Regions from separate parts of the Mus musculus genome. Here regions 1 and 3 are each linked to region 2. A link is a contact called in public promoter capture Hi-C data. All regions are on one chromosome and are shown on one strand. The core of a region is the stretch at or near the end of the contact, and the rest is flanking DNA. Distances in the headings are between cores, read along the strand shown.

Region 1 (2,755 bases), core at 215-2,714, 200 kb before region 2:
CCTGACTTGCTCAGCTTGCTTTCTTATAGAACTCAAGACCATCAGCCCAGGGATGGCACCACCCACTATGGGCTGGGCCCTCTCCTATTGATCACTAATTGAGAAAATGCCCTACAGCTGGATCTCATGGAGGCATTTCCTTAACTGAGGCTCCTTCCTCTCTGGTGACCCCAGCTGTGTCAAGTAGACACAAACCCAGCCAGTACAATCTGGGACACAGTGTCTATGTTCAGACTGGGAAGAAGGTAGGGACATTGGGGAGGTGTGGACCCTTGTGACCAGGAAGGACGTGATGACAGCATCTCATCTTGGACATTTGTCAAGAATTCTACCTCCATGTTTCTCCTACTACCACTGCCTAGACACCTCAGGGATCTTAGAGACCAGCCAGTGGTGGAGATTATCAGAGACAGACAGGCTGCACACTAGAAGGGAAAGTGGGTCTTGTAAACATGAAGAACTGGGGGGGGGGGGGGTTAAACTCAGGCTAGCATGTGCCAGAAGCCTGCAGAGAGGAGGCAGCCTGGAGGAGGTCCTGTGGGTGGCACCCAAGGAGATCTTTCCCAGCTCTGCCACACATGGGGTCATCCTGGAAGCCACTTCTTTGTCCTTTGTTCTTATTTTCTTTCTCTGGCTCAGGACCCCAGCATCTTCCCACAATCCATCCTTATGTAAAATAAGCAAGAGCTGGCCCTCCTGCCCATGCAGTTAGCAAGACAACCAACCACGTGTCTCCAGACTGTGGGAGTTCCTGGGTCGTTTACCTCACAGTGTGGAACTCAGAAACCCAGGGACCCTGTCTCACTGCCTCAATACCCAGATGTCCTCACACCCTTCAGCCCCAGACAGCCCCAGACAGCCTCACAGCTGGGCTGACTAGAGGAAGAAGGGCAAAGAGGGGACATCTCAGACAAACAAGCAGACTGGCTGGGGGTGGCTTAACTCTCTCTCTCTCTCCCAGCATGGACCCAAGGAGTCCTCTGTAATATCTCTACCCTTCCCCTGCCTCCGCCCGCGAACAACCCCAGCAAACTGTCTATACAGACTGCCCTCTTGGCTCCAAGTTCGTTCATTCTTACAGAATTGTTAAGACACACACCTCACTCCCAGAGATCCCGCATTCAGAGGTTGTCTGGTCAGTGGTGTCCCCCTCTGATTTCTAATTCCCCTCAGCTCTCAAACAGAGAAACCGGAAATGGGTGTGGCTGGAAGTAGAACAGGATAAATAGTTACGGCAGGGTGTGGAGGACGCTCCAGAGGGAGCCCAGCTCGGTCACAGCTTCCCACTCCCACTAGTGTCCCTGGTCAAGGTTCGAGGTGTCTGCTTTTTTGTAAAATGACAATGAGCACACAGCACGGGGTCCTGGGAACACAAGGGGAGGTGACACCTGCAGACTCCCGGAGACTACCCTTGAGTGCAGCCAGCTGTGGTTATGACAACGGGCTCGCCATAGGTTGTAAGCAACCTGGCCATCTGGAGCTCATGTTGAACATACAAGCAAATCACAAACAAGTCTGTCCTCACGTGGCTAGTGATAGAGGGGTAGCCAACGGGAGAGGGCTGAGGAGGAGGCAGGGCAGGGAGGGAGAGGGCTGAGGAGGAGGCAGGGCAGGGAGGGAGAGGGCTGAGGAGGAGGCAGGGCAGGGAGGGCTGGGGTGTGGGGTCTGTCCCGGTGCAGAGCTCAAGGCTGGGTTTCAGAACCACGGGATCCCGACAAATGCTGAGAGATACACAGGGTAACAGGACCCGCAGAACAGGGGCCTTGCATGGCCCAGCCAGGCCAGGGAGAAGAGGCATGCATGGGATTACTAAAGAGGGCTGAGTCTGGGGGTGAGGTACAAATGTGCATGGGACCTGTAGAGAAATAGCTAGGAATGCCAAGCACAAAGCTGGGGTGTCCTCAAGAGCAGTAGGGAGCCATGGAAGGGGTGAGGTCCAGAAGGAACTGTTGGGATATGAGTTCGGAGAGGTGGGGGGCCCTGGTAAGGCAAATGTGTGTTCAAGAGATACACAGGGTGTATCCTTATGACCTCCGGGTGAAGACAAGGGAACTGGATTCTCTCTGGAGCTGGACTGTGATTCTCAAAGCACACCGTTCAAACCCAGTGTTTTGTGAACATCTGCCACGGATCAGGCTTCACACAGGCTGAGCACAGGAGGCAGCCTAGACCTCAGCAGGTGAGAGAGGCTCAGGGATCCCAGCCCACAGGAGACAGACCAACAATGACCAGCTGCAAAGGAAGGGATGGCTTATGGATTGCGGAAGAGAGGGCAGGGCTGGCCACCTTGGGCTCCCTGAGAACAGGGGCCATAGCTTCCTTTCACAGTGGTGTTGTGTGAGGCCAAAGCTGGGCACACTCAATGAAACTGAGCTCTTGAGAACGAGACAGTTTCCCACTGGGGCTGCTAAGGATGAGGCTGAGGTCTTCACCAGGCCCTGCTTCTCACCAGATCACAAAGGGCCAGGACAGAAGCAAGCAGCCCCGTGGTCCACACACACTAGCCTGTGCTGTGTCCTTCGGGAGCCTGTTGCTCTAGGGAGTTGCCAGGGGCTTCATTCATGTCAGAAGTCTCTCTGGGAGTGGCCTACCCAACGGAGGGTCCCTGAGGTTTTTACAAGCCCGCCCCAGTTCCAACTGTAACTGGCTATCCCCCCCACCCCCTGCCCCTAAGCTCACCCAGTGGGACTTGCAAGGGTAATGAGCTGAGGCCAGAGGTTCACCCTCATCTTGGGGAGGGGACCTGTGAACAGGA
Region 2 (2,727 bases), core at 137-2,636:
AGTCATCTGCAGAAAGCACAAGAGACTGGTGTAGGGACTGTCACAGTAGGATGGCAGGGACCATAGCTTCTGTACATTTGGTACAAACTTAGACTTAGGAAGTGTGCAATGATCCTTTCACATCTGGTGTGAATCAAACGCAAACTTCACTTTTAACTTACTGCCAACCTCCTCATGCAAGTAGGTTCCCTTTCCGTTCCAAAGGGCCTGCAATTGTGGGTCCCATCACAGCCTTAAGTGTGAAAGCAAGGTTAAATTTGCTCCACCCTAGTTTCCCCACACCCACCACATCAAGCTGCTATTAAGAAACTGCTTCGGCGCTGTTCAGAAAGTGGGGTATTTAACACAGCATACTTGATTGTAAGCACTCCACTGCCACGTTGGCTGGGAATGCTCAGGGCAAAACACCTTCGGAGGAGGCAAGAAGTAGGATGCAAACTGCCCAACTCCTGTACATAAGCACACACGCACAGAATAACTGGAAAGAGACAGCCATGTTAAGCAAGTCAGAGATATGGGAACATTCAACTTCGGGGCTACCCCGAGAGGAATGTAGAAAATCGGTAACAGAGGTATGTTTGCACCGAAGTAAAAGCCGTTAAACTAACTTATTCCAACGGGCTGAGTTCAAATCATCTCCTGGAAGAAGCATAATGTGAAAGCGCACGTGAAGTGGTGAAGAAAGGAACTCGAGAGCCATAGAGAGAGACGCTGGGGCCAAACTCAAGCAGGAGAAGTAACACATGGCTCCACCCGGCTCTCTTCCATGCCCCTCCCCCTCACTGAGCAGGCGTCCAGCGCCCACCGGTTCTGGCTCCCAGTGAAGCCCTCGACTCCGGACGCCCACAACACTCCTTGCACGCACTCTAGCACTTCTCACACCGCCCGGGCGGACACTTCGGACCACTTTTCGGTTACGCCCCCCCAAAGCTAGCTTCCATCTGCCAGGTCCCTCCCCTCTGGTCCCCGGCCCATGCACCCGGCACCCCGTCCCGGAGTTGCACCGCAGGTTCGCAGCTGCTCGCCTTCGCTCCCTCCGCCCTCGCGAACTCTGAGCGCCCCTTTTTCTCTTCTCTCACCTCCCATCTACTTCTAGTACTCTCCAGCCCGTCGCCCCAGCACCCGCTCCGGACCCGGCTCACCTGCGCGGCCACCCCCGTCCCGGCGCTGGTGAGGCTGCTGCAGCTGGAAGGGGACCGTAGCCCTGAGTGGCTGCAGACCGACCCGGGGGGAGCCAGCGGGCGCCGGTGGAGAGCAGCCCCGCCGGAGACCCCCCGCCCCTCCGCGCCCCGGCCCCCAGGAACCTCCGCCTCGGCCGCCCGCTGCGGCCCCGGACATGGCCCACCCGGCTACCTGCCGCCTCACCCCCACGGCGAGCCCCACACTGCCCCCAACCCCCGCGGCCGCTACTTATCTGCCCTACGGGCGCGGACCGGCCCCCTCGGCCCAGAGTTCTAATTGGCCTACAGAGTCCCAGGACCTCCCCCTCAACCAATCCATGGCGGGGCTCTTCTGTTTCCGAGGATGATTGGTCCATGTGCTCAGCCATCAAGTCAAGACCCCCACCCTCCTGATTTTCTTCTTTTCTTTTTTTTTTTTTTTTTTAATGTCCTTAAGGCTGCCGATTGGACCTTCCAGTAGAGGGCTGGTTCTTCAGCACTGCCAATGAGAAGGTTCAAAGGGGAGGATCGTCACACCCAGTCCCAGGTAGTATGCAAATATATGCCATGTGATGTCAGGCTGTGCAGGGGGCGGGGCTGGATGTGGACTGGAATCAAACACTACTGAAATCTTTAAAGGTGGTAGTGTCAAACTCTAAGCAGTTTCAATGGGACTGAGAATGCCTAACTTCAAAAGCCATTACATTTAGTTTAACTAAAAAACATTAGTTTTCAATTCTCATGAGATTTCACTGCAGCTGACAAACTCCAAACTGAGATTCGATAAATTTATAGAAGGTTTGCCTATCATTTGCATGAGCTTTGCATTAAATTCGTACATTTAATGGCTACCTCGCCTCACATGACACTCATTTGTCTTCTACGTTTCCAAGTCCCTTCCTGAAGCTGGTCCAATCTCAATAAAAACAGCTGTTAGTCTGTAAATTAACTTGAGCCTTTAAAAGGGAGCTGGGAATTTCCCTTCAGAACCATCCATTGTAAGTGTACCTAGCAAAACAAAGTAAATGATAAATCTGATCAAGTTTGATAGTGACTCCACTAGGAAATCTTTGTCTTTCCAGCTCAGTTGCTCTCTGACCTACAAGTCAAAGACCAGATGGTCCCCAAAGAGAATACTGGCAAGCTGTGAAAATTATATGCTATGTATATGTGAACACATTTTCGGAAAAAAGAAAAAGCAGTATTTAAGATACTATTAAAACAATGCATCTCAAAAAAAAAAAATCCATTACTCTTGCTACTTTGTTCTATATATGGAAAAGAAACAGAGCCAATTAACGCTGGACTGTCTGTGAGAAGGGACCATCCAAGTAATTGGATAATTCCCTCTAGATTTATATTTAGTTATGAATTCTAATTTTGACCTTGCTACCGATTTGTCTTTCTATTTCAGTCTCTACCGAGTTTAGTATTTTTTTTAAAGGTATTCCCTTGAAGCCACACTTACTAATCAGAGGAAAGGGAGTAAACTGGGTGTGCGTGCTGCGAGAGTACCTTGGGATCCAATACTGAAAGCAGATAACGCTCAGAGTGGGAATGCAACAGT
Region 3 (2,700 bases), core at 25-2,524, 180 kb before region 2:
CCCAGGGCACCCAGGAGACAGGGGGCTCATCCAAGCTACCTCCTTCTGCAGTCTCTCCCTCTTTGCACTTGGCCCAGGCTGATATTAAGATTCATCTGCATTCCTCGCACAACGCCTGGCAGATGGTGGGGGAGGAGGCTGGGTGTGAGCTGGGGGCTGCAGCCAGGGACCACACTGGATCTCAGAGGGCCACAGAAGAGAGTGTGGAGAGCTTCCGGTAGACCCAGTGTAGGCTGGGGCCACTCCAAATGCCTCCATGCGGGTCCTAGGATTCGACCTTTTGTTTTTCTAAAGACCAAAGGAGTTGTAAAGAGCTCAGAAGGATGTCTAGCCATTGAGGGCAGGAGGGTGGTCCTGACCCTTTGGGATCTCTTGTCTAGGTCTTAATCTTTCTTGTCTTGGTGATTTGAAGAGAACAGAGCAACCTAGGACCCCACTGGGGTGGGGCCCTTTTCCGCCTGGTGACACCTGTGCCGTGGGAAATGGGTAGGGAAGAACATGCTCTGAGAGGCCTGTTCACGCCATTTATGCCTCTATTTCTCAGGAGGCAAACCCTTACCCCAACCTCAGAACCCAGCCTGGACCCTAGTGGTCTCTTCAGCCCAGCGCCTCAACCAAATGCTTCGTACTGATTGCTCTTAGGTCGTCTAAGAAGAAAAGGAACGAATGTGCTAGGAAAAAGGGTGCGAGCTAGACACTTAGAAGAACTTCCCTTAGCACCCTCATCAAGTCTTGCAGGAACCATCAGCTGTGATCCGCTGTAAATATCCTTGAGCCCTTAAAAATGGATTTAGGGAGAGTCGTCTTTCCAAATTCTAGGACTCCTAGGGTGGAGGTAGGTAGAGCGACAGATTCCCGTGTGCCCGCTACAGAAAAGAAGGCGCGCTGCCAGAAGGGCGGAAAAGCTGGTGTCCCCATCCGCGGTCTTCCAGCCTCTTGCCTCCTCACCCAGAGCTCCTCCGCCCTCCTCCTGTCCCCTACGCTGGAAATTGGGCGTCCCAGGTCCCCAGGCTGCTGGCCGGCAGGGGAGGAGTTAAATCCGGAGGTACCGACTGGGCTCACCGTACCTGCCGCCGCCGCCGCCGCCAGTGGGAGGGACGAGGAAGCGGGAGGCGCCTGGGCGCCAGGAGCGCTCCAGTCTGGCGGGGCGCAGAGCGGGGAGCGGGCGGCCGCGGCTCGGCGTGGCCCGGGGCGTCCGCCAGGGGGCGCGCCACGACGGGGCGGGAGGGGCCGTCTGGTCTGGGGAATTAGCACCGGGGACGGGCGCGCGCGCAGGTCCCCAGCACATCTGGGTGAGAGCCGAGCCTCTGGAAACAAGCCGGGCGCCGAGCGCCTGTCTGGAGCGGCAGAGTCACCGCTCAGCCGGAGCCCCTTCGAGACGCTCCGGGCGCACATCTGGGACTGGGAGAAGGGACCGCGCGGCGAGCAGCTGGACTCGGGGAGGGGGCGGCGGCTGCACAGCTGGACCGAAGGGGGCGGGGTCGGTCCCAGCAACTGGCTGAGGGGAGGGCCGCGAGCCACCGGGGACCGGAGCATGGGACAGCGCGCCTGAAGGAGCAGTCCGGGACGGAGGGGGCCTGGGACCCCGAAAGGAAAAGAGAGACGGGTGAGAGCAAAGGAGGAAGATGCAACTGACCCGTTGCTGCTTCGTGTTCCTAGTGCAGGGCAGCCTCTATCTGGTGAGTGGTCCGCGGGGAGCGGCGCAGGGCGGGGGCCAGGGGATGGGGAGAGCGCGGGAAGCTGCGGAGCCCTGAAACTTTCTCCCTCCCCCCACCCCGGCATCCTGGGGATGCGGTGAACGCTGGAGGCTAGGGGAGAGGGCGGGTCCGAGGCCAGAGGCCGGACTGGAAGGGTTAATAGGGGCGGGGAGGAGGGTGCTTGGATGGCCCACCCACTCCGCGGCTGATCGCGGGAGGTGCGAGTGACACTAGGGAAAAGGCCCCCCAAGCTGAGTAGCCAAGGATTACCCGACCTCTCGTAGCAGCATCCCAGGACGCGCGAAACGGGGGTGGGGCAGGTGACCTGCCCGGCCAGGGGACGCGGTATTCTTCTTTGACCTCTGGGGCCCAGAGAATCCCGAACTGTGGGCCCTGGCGCGCCAAACCCGGGCGGACCGGGGGCAGCCCCCGCGTCCCTGCCTCCCGCCGTCCCTCTCGCTCCCTCCCTCCTCGCCTGTTGTTTTCCTCGCCTCTCCCGGCAGCGCGCAGCCCGAGCCCCACAGGACCTGGGCAGGCGGCTCCCGCCCCAGGCGCTCAAAGCAGCTGAGCTGAGCGCCCAGACCCCGCTCCCCCGCGGCCCAGGGTGCCTTGGAACCCCACCCTGGACCCTACCCTGTAGCTTAACTCTCTCGCGACCCGCGCCCACCGCCCCACATCTGTCCCGACCCTAATCCTGTCCTGGAGAAGCCTCCGCCTCGGCGCCACTGGAACGGCCCCCTTCCTCAAAACAATTCCCATTGACAGCAACCCTTCCATTCCTAGTCCACTCTAGGACTAGGGAGGATGTCTTCCCTGCTTGGCCCTTTCCTGTGGCCCTCTTTACTACTGAGCTATTGACTGTCTCAACCATTTAGTTAAACCCTAGAGCCAAGTACGCACAGGTGGGCAGCCTTAAACCCAAACCCAGGAGCCTTCCTTCTTGACTCCTGACCCTGGGGCACTGGGGACTTGGGAGGCAGGAGCAGCCTTAACTCCGAGACTG

Evidence for each region. Promoter capture Hi-C pulls out the DNA fragments that hold promoters and counts their contacts. Capture Hi-C pulls out chosen DNA fragments and counts their contacts.
Region 1: a contact with region 2 is called in a promoter capture Hi-C map of embryonic stem cells, with 3 times the contacts expected there. The contact joins the enhancer-like site here to the promoter of Fam117a in region 2. A contact is called at or near these places in 11 of 39 promoter capture datasets (3T3-L1-derived adipocytes, the C10 cell line, the HPC-7 cell line and 5 more), 1 of 15 datasets of contacts at CTCF or cohesin (large pre-B cells), 4 of 484 Hi-C or Micro-C datasets (Sertoli cells, bone marrow-derived macrophages, embryonic stem cells and 1 more), 11 of 115 datasets of contacts at active chromatin or transcription factors (T-cell acute lymphoblastic leukemia, bone marrow-derived macrophages, craniofacial prominence and 6 more) and 3 of 9 other capture datasets (adipose tissue, liver and pancreatic islet).
Region 3: a contact with region 2 is called in a promoter capture Hi-C map of liver. The contact joins the promoter of Nxph3 here to the promoter of Fam117a in region 2. A contact is called at or near these places in 15 of 39 promoter capture datasets (3T3-L1-derived adipocytes, the C10 cell line, the HPC-7 cell line and 8 more), 1 of 15 datasets of contacts at CTCF or cohesin (large pre-B cells), 11 of 484 Hi-C or Micro-C datasets (Sertoli cells, bone marrow-derived macrophages, brown adipocytes and 5 more), 15 of 115 datasets of contacts at active chromatin or transcription factors (T-cell acute lymphoblastic leukemia, bone marrow-derived macrophages, craniofacial prominence and 10 more) and 4 of 9 other capture datasets (adipose tissue, liver, macrophages and 1 more).

The regions. Positions count from the first base shown.
Region 1 is chr11:95,539,645-95,542,399 of GRCm38.p6, reverse strand. No RefSeq gene overlaps it. Among named protein-coding and RNA genes, the nearest start is that of Nxph3, 26 kb to the right of the region's middle. Within about 2 kb of position 1,464, at least 24 of the 459 cell types and tissues checked have an H3K27ac peak or open chromatin away from gene starts, as enhancers often do. A contact at or near this core is called in T-cell acute lymphoblastic leukemia, embryonic stem cells and pancreatic islet, where this site is marked.
Region 2 is chr11:95,335,677-95,338,403 of GRCm38.p6, reverse strand. Fam117a (family with sequence similarity 117, member A) reads right to left here and starts at 1,386. Exons shown (of 8, transcript NM_172543.4): 1 at 1,143-1,386. The coding sequence starts at 1,338.
Region 3 is chr11:95,513,139-95,515,838 of GRCm38.p6, reverse strand. Nxph3 (neurexophilin 3) reads left to right here and starts at 1,274. Exons shown (of 2, transcript NM_130858.3): 1 at 1,274-1,679. The coding sequence starts at 1,626.